Linked DNA regions of Mus musculus: region 2 is linked to region 1. Evidence: chromatin contacts called from public Hi-C data. All regions are on one chromosome and are shown on one strand. Each heading gives the region's core, a stretch centred on a gene start, on an enhancer-like site or on the middle of the called end of the contact. The rest is flanking DNA. Distances are from core to core; before and after follow the strand shown.

The links. Hi-C and Micro-C count contacts between places; a contact is called where the count stands out from the background.
Region 2: a Hi-C map of cerebellum shows a contact between it and region 1, with 3 times the contacts expected there. The contact joins two enhancer-like sites. A contact is called at or near these places in 1 of 15 datasets of contacts at CTCF or cohesin (stem cell-derived epiblast-like cells) and 2 of 484 Hi-C or Micro-C datasets (cerebellum and nephron progenitors).

The regions. Positions count from the first base shown.
Region 1 is chr7:50,788,175-50,791,132 of GRCm38.p6, reverse strand. All of the region lies in intron 15 of Nell1 (NEL-like 1), which reads right to left. Among named protein-coding and RNA genes, the nearest start is that of 4933405O20Rik, 190 kb to the right of the region's middle. Within about 2 kb of position 1,447, at least 1 of the 459 cell types and tissues checked has an H3K27ac peak or open chromatin away from gene starts, as enhancers often do. A contact at or near this core is called in cerebellum, where this site is marked.
Region 2 is chr7:51,308,938-51,311,895 of GRCm38.p6, reverse strand. No RefSeq gene overlaps it. Among named protein-coding and RNA genes, the nearest start is that of Gm33015, 130 kb to the left of the region's middle. Within about 2 kb of position 1,490, at least 1 of the 459 cell types and tissues checked has an H3K27ac peak or open chromatin away from gene starts, as enhancers often do. A contact at or near this core is called in cerebellum, where this site is marked.

The DNA.
Region 1 (2,958 bases), core at 198-2,697:
ACTATTATGAGTATTATGGTGTTATTGTTTGTTAAGATTCTTACTAAATAGCCCTGACTAGCCTGGAACTTAATGTTCATCCCAAGCTGAACTTGAAATTAATGATGATCCTTCTACCTCAGCTTCTCGAGCGATAGGACTGTTGGCACAAACCACCATGCCTGGCTAATAAAGGTATTTTCATTACAAATTGTATACAAAGTTAACACAATAATACCTCTACCCCAGATATTAATACCATTGTGCTTAGTAGACTTAAACTCAGTAGGTAATCATGAGTAGCCCTAACAGCTCATTCAAGTAGCTTGGTAAATGTCTACTTTCAGGAAGTATGTGTTGATCTAGTCTTCAAACAACAATATTCTGTTTCTTTTGGAAGCTGGTGCATAAAGGACTGTGACCAGAACATGCTAAAGCTGCCTTTCTAACTACACACAGGAGGCAGTGATTTAACTGCTCTCTAAGTAATTCAATCTCAATTAAAATAATATTCTGGGGTAGTGTGGAGTTAAGACAGTGTTTCTCAGACTGATCTCAAACTCTGAGAGGTCCACCTGCCTCTGCCTCCTCCCAAGTGCTGGGATTAAAGCAAATGCCACTACACTCAGCATGAATTCTTAAATAATAACACAAAGTGGTTTTATTTTTGAGGTGGTTTGAATGAGAATGTCCCCCCATAGGCTCATATACTTGACTATTTGGTCTTTAGTTGCTGTAACTGTTAGGGAATGATTATGAGGTATCTTATCGGAATTGGTGCCTCACTAGGGGAAGCCATTGAGTATGAAAAAGGCTAGTGCAAGTCCCAGTACACTCACTCTCTCCCTCCCTCCCTACCCCAAGATATGATCTCTCAGCCATTCCTGTTACCATGCCCTTGCTTTCCCCTCCTCTCATCATGGACTCTAACACTAAAAATGTAACCCCAATTAAACACTTCCTCCTATAAGGTGTCTTGATCATGTGTTTTCTCACAGCAATAGAAAAATAACTAATGCACAATTATTGTTCTGTGTGCACAGAGAACATCCGGGGGTTTGTGCCTGTTACAATTTCCCAATATCATCAGTGGGCACTGATGTGCCATCACTGATGGGCACTCTTATGCTACCTACTTGGACTATGGGGGACAAGTTCTAATAATGGTAGAGCTGCTCACACTTTAGTGAGCATGTTCCATCCATCCATGAGATGAATTTTTTCGTTGTTTAAAGGTTATATGACAATTTTGTTTTGTTTGCATTACAGTGATAAACCTTTAAGAACAGCAGGCTCCTCAGGTAAAGACACACTGCACTATCCTTCAGCAATAATTTCCAAGCAATATCTATCACACAAGATATATTAAATTCTTAAGAAACCATTCCTCAAGCTGGTAGCTCCAGACCCTTGGGGGCTGCTTGGACATAGTCTAAAGAAAATGGCCTTTTCATTTCCAGCTCGCTGCAGGACTTTGACAGTTGCTTTCAGATCGGATGATTTCATGCAGACTTGGTTTCTTCTTTGTACAGTCTGCTAGTTAGTTTGAACTCCCTACACAGAAGCCATGGCCAAAAGGGTAACATAGTGCAGGGAACATCTGGCACGCCAGCTGATCGACATCCAATGTCCTTGCCTACCTTGGGGAATGTGATACTAATCATAATTATCTGTTGATAATAGATATTACCTGCATCAATATGGTGAAACTCAAACCAAAGAGAGGTATTCAAACGGTTTAAAATATGTTCTCATATTGCTCTGAGAGCATGAAACCTAGGAGAGATAATTGTTGACAGCTGTTCCACCATCCACTGGGGTGACAAATGTCTATAACAACAGTGGAACCGGAGTGATTTCTCACCTGAAAGGACGGACATTCCTTAGTGTGGACTACTCTGGTTTCTGATAAAAATTCATTCCTACTTTTTTTTTTTAATCCTGTGAACGACTTAATCCATTCCTGGTTTTGCTTAAGTTTAACCAAATGGATTTCTTTTGTTCTTTAAAATGAATGTGATGGACTAGTCAACAGAGCCCACGGAGAGACACTGCTTCCTTGTGGTCACTAAAGTTGGAAATGGTAGAAGTCAGAATCAAGCCATCTCTCATCTTTGCCCTGTTCCTCTGAGGGTCTGTGAACAGGAGCTATCTTGCTTCCAGACAAGCTGTCTTTCTCTTTCCCCTCCCCCTCCCCTCTCTGTATTCTCATTCTCATTCTCTGTTTCCGTCTGTCTCTCTGTCTCTATGTCTCTGTCTGTCTCTGTCTGTCTCTCTGTCTCTCTGTCTCTGTCTCTCTCTCTGTCTCTCTCTGTCTCTCTCTCTCTCTCTCTCTCTCTCACACACACACACACACACACACACACACACACAATGTAGAGAAAGTCAGATAATATTTGGCGTATTAGAAGTCTTCCCTGGATTAACAGTCAACGTTCACACAATCTGTAGCAGATGTACAACTGTTAATGTGCACCAGGCAGAGCAATCCCAAAGCTACCCAGGTGTCTTCCATCAAGATCCTGTCCCTAATACAGACACACAGAGGGGGGTTTTCTCCTTCAGTGTCTACCATTGTTGGCACTAGGAATTTGTGTCATCTCCTGTGCACTTAGGGAGTGTATACCAGGTCATTGAAGAAGGCTATGCTGTATTTCAACTTGAATGCAAACCTTTCATTATTCCTTTAGCTATGAACATCAATCATCCTTGAGGATCATTATTAAGTCAGTTGACAATCTTTACCTGTCTCTATTAAAGATCCTTTTGCTCTAACCTTCTTATTAGAGGATTAACCTCATAGATGCTTTAACATGCTCACCATTCATCCCTGAGCTCACTGCAGTGGTCATTAGGCCATGTGTGACTAGAGATAATAAACTATGTCCTTTCATGGAACTGCCTTCATAAGCTGGCTCTTTGGCAGATAGACTTTACCAGGAAGATACTCACTTTGGAGTCTCTGATATAGTATGCCAT
Region 2 (2,958 bases), core at 241-2,740, 520 kb before region 1:
CCTGAAGTGGTTAGGTTAGCTAGATAGTAGGAGACAGTTGACACATGAATTAGGTACAAGGGGCCACTGTCAATAAGCATATCACAAGTACCTGAATAATACCATTCATTGTAATGAACAGCAGGAATAATTTTATTTTACACGTAAAAGTGTGTGGAGTGTGTGAAGATACGTATGAGTGCTCACATGTGCGCACAAGTACACATGCATGTGTGTAGGCTTGAAGTTAGTATCGTGTGTTTTTCTCACTCACTCTCCATTTTTTTTTAACTGATCTAGGGTCTCTTGCTGAGCTAGTGTTTTGCCAATCCAATGTGCCCGATCTAGCTACTCAGCTTGCCCATGGTATTTCTTTCCTCTTCCTTCCAACGGATATCAGTGCATCAGTTTGTCTTTTACATGGGCCTGGTGGATCTGAACACTGTTCCTAATGCTTATGGGACAAGTGCCACTCCTCACTAGGATTTTTTTTCTTAGTTACTTAACATTGTAGTTACCTTTTAATTTTCCTTCTTTTTACAATTGAATCCACAAAATTTAAACTGGAATAAAGATTACTCTTCTAAATTCCCCAAAGTTATTGATAATAAATAAAATTTTCATAGAACAGGTCAAGTGAGTAGTTTGAATTCTGCAGGAGTGATTAGGTGCCCTGTGACACTGTGTGCCTGTCCAGAACTTAGCAACCCTGCCTGAGTCATGATAGTTATCTAAAAATGGTCATATTCACCAGGTAGCACCATCCACAGCCGATTGACAAAGCACAGGTCTCTGCGAGGTGGCTTCTCCTTCTTAATGACATTGTGAGTGTAGGGAAGATTCTTAAAGTTGGATACTTAGGGTTTTACAATGGAGATACTGCATTTGGGGAGTTTATGCAAGTGGCCTTTCTGAGACACAGAAATGAAGAAGAGCTAAGCTGCACTCTGCAGAAAACCTGTACTCCATCTCTCGACCATTACACTGATGAAATATTTCAATAAATCACAGTCTTTTGCTGTCCTTGGATGTTTTGCAGTATCAGCGGGTGCCACTGTATAATGCGCATTGATTTCTGCTTGCAATTTAATGGCAAGAAAAGCTGTTTAATCATTTGACTCTTGACTGGTTAATAAAGAATCTGTCTCATTTAATAAGTTTATTTTCGATAAGACTACCATCCTGTCCATAGTTCTGTATTCCTCTTTATTCCTTTCACTGGGGGAGGGGTAGTAAACAGGTCTTCCAGGAACATGATGCAGTGGGCATGCCTCCTCAGCTTGTCTTTATCATCATTGGGACTTGCAAGGCTGCCCCATTATCCAGCAGTGAATACCCCAGAATCACCTGCTAAATAAATTTCAGTGCCTTTGCGTGCCTCAGAAATTAGTGTTAAATAAACTAAATTGTGGAACCCCTTCCCCTCCCCTTCCCCGCTTCAAACTAAAGGCTGTGGTGTAATTACAGGAGGCAAGCACCCTGTTGATATAATTTTCCACCCAATCACATCTCATTAGCATTCAATTTTGCTAAAGCCACATGACATAAAAGTCACTAATAACCTGGTGCATTTTGTAGGGTATTGGCAAAAATTAAAATCAGATGAAACCACATGAAAGTCTATGACCTAGGGAGGCTGCTAACAGGATTAAAAATGTCAAGAATGCTGGGAGGGAGCCATCTGAGAAAAGTCACCCCCCCCCCCCCCCCGTGTTAGAAGACTCAATTAGCCTTCTTCATCTGAGGATTTGGGATGCTGCTTGGGAGCTTGGGAAGGGAGGTGACAGAGAGAGATGTTCCATTTGGCTAAGGAGGTGTTGTGAACTAACGAATACATTTTCCAGGTAACTTCCTCTCAACTTGTTGATGTAAAATGAATGACACCACCAACTAGGAAATCTTTACCCAACTTCCCAGCAAATCTGCTTTCTGCATTGTCTAAAACTGGCTTAAACCTTCTGCTGTGTTTCTGAGTGTTAACTGGAGATTGGCCGGTGATAGGACTAAGTCTATCGGTCTTAGATAAATCTGAGATTTAGAGGGAGGGAGATTCCCCTGAATTTCCTCAGCAACAGCTGACATTTGACTCCAGCAAAGGCCCTGTGTGTTCTTGTTCACTGCCATGTCTTAAGTGACAAAAATATATAAATACTGGACCAGCATCATGTGCCTGGTCTCCTCCTCTGGAAAGCTCTTTCAATAGGCATGCAGTACTAAAAGCCCTTCCTGAGGGGGCTCCATACATAAACTGAACATTTGAGTGCTAGGTGGAACTAGGACTCTGAGAGGGAGAAGATGGGTTTTATCTGTAATCTCTGATCATATGAGACAGTTTTATTGATAAATATAACCAGTTTTGACATCTCTATATTTCAAGGGAAATCAGTTGTGTGGGTCTGGGGAAAGATACCTGTTAAAACTAGAAACAGAATTACAGAATACAACTGCAGGGCAACACTGTCCAGCTGCATCACATCTATCAGCCACTGTTCTGCTGGGATTTTAACCAGTAATGTAGGCTGCATGGGCCTCAAAGTCGGCCTTGTGATGCAGGACCAGTTGTTTGCTGGATGGGCTTTGGCAGTTTTCTAAAGCACTTGTATGCATTCCTCAAGGGCTCACTATGGAAATTTGTAAATGAAACACAAGCCACAGTTCAGGAAACTCCTCCACTCACAGTCTATGCTGCCATGAAAGCCATCCCTTCAGAGGTGATGGTGTACTAAGGATTAGGTGCTGAGCTTCTCTTAGGATAAAGATACATTTACATTGTGTCCTCAAGGGTCTGTACTGCATCAGGAATTGCAGACATGTCCACAGAGATATTGTCCAATTCGGTCCTTCCTAGATGTCCAATGGAGTGTTTGTAGGAGATACATAATCCTGTCTTGATCATAACTCTTAGTGGCTGAAGAGAGAAACCCAGCCAGGATGAAATGAAATGTAACCACCCCGTGGGGTTTTGTGTGTGTGTGTGTG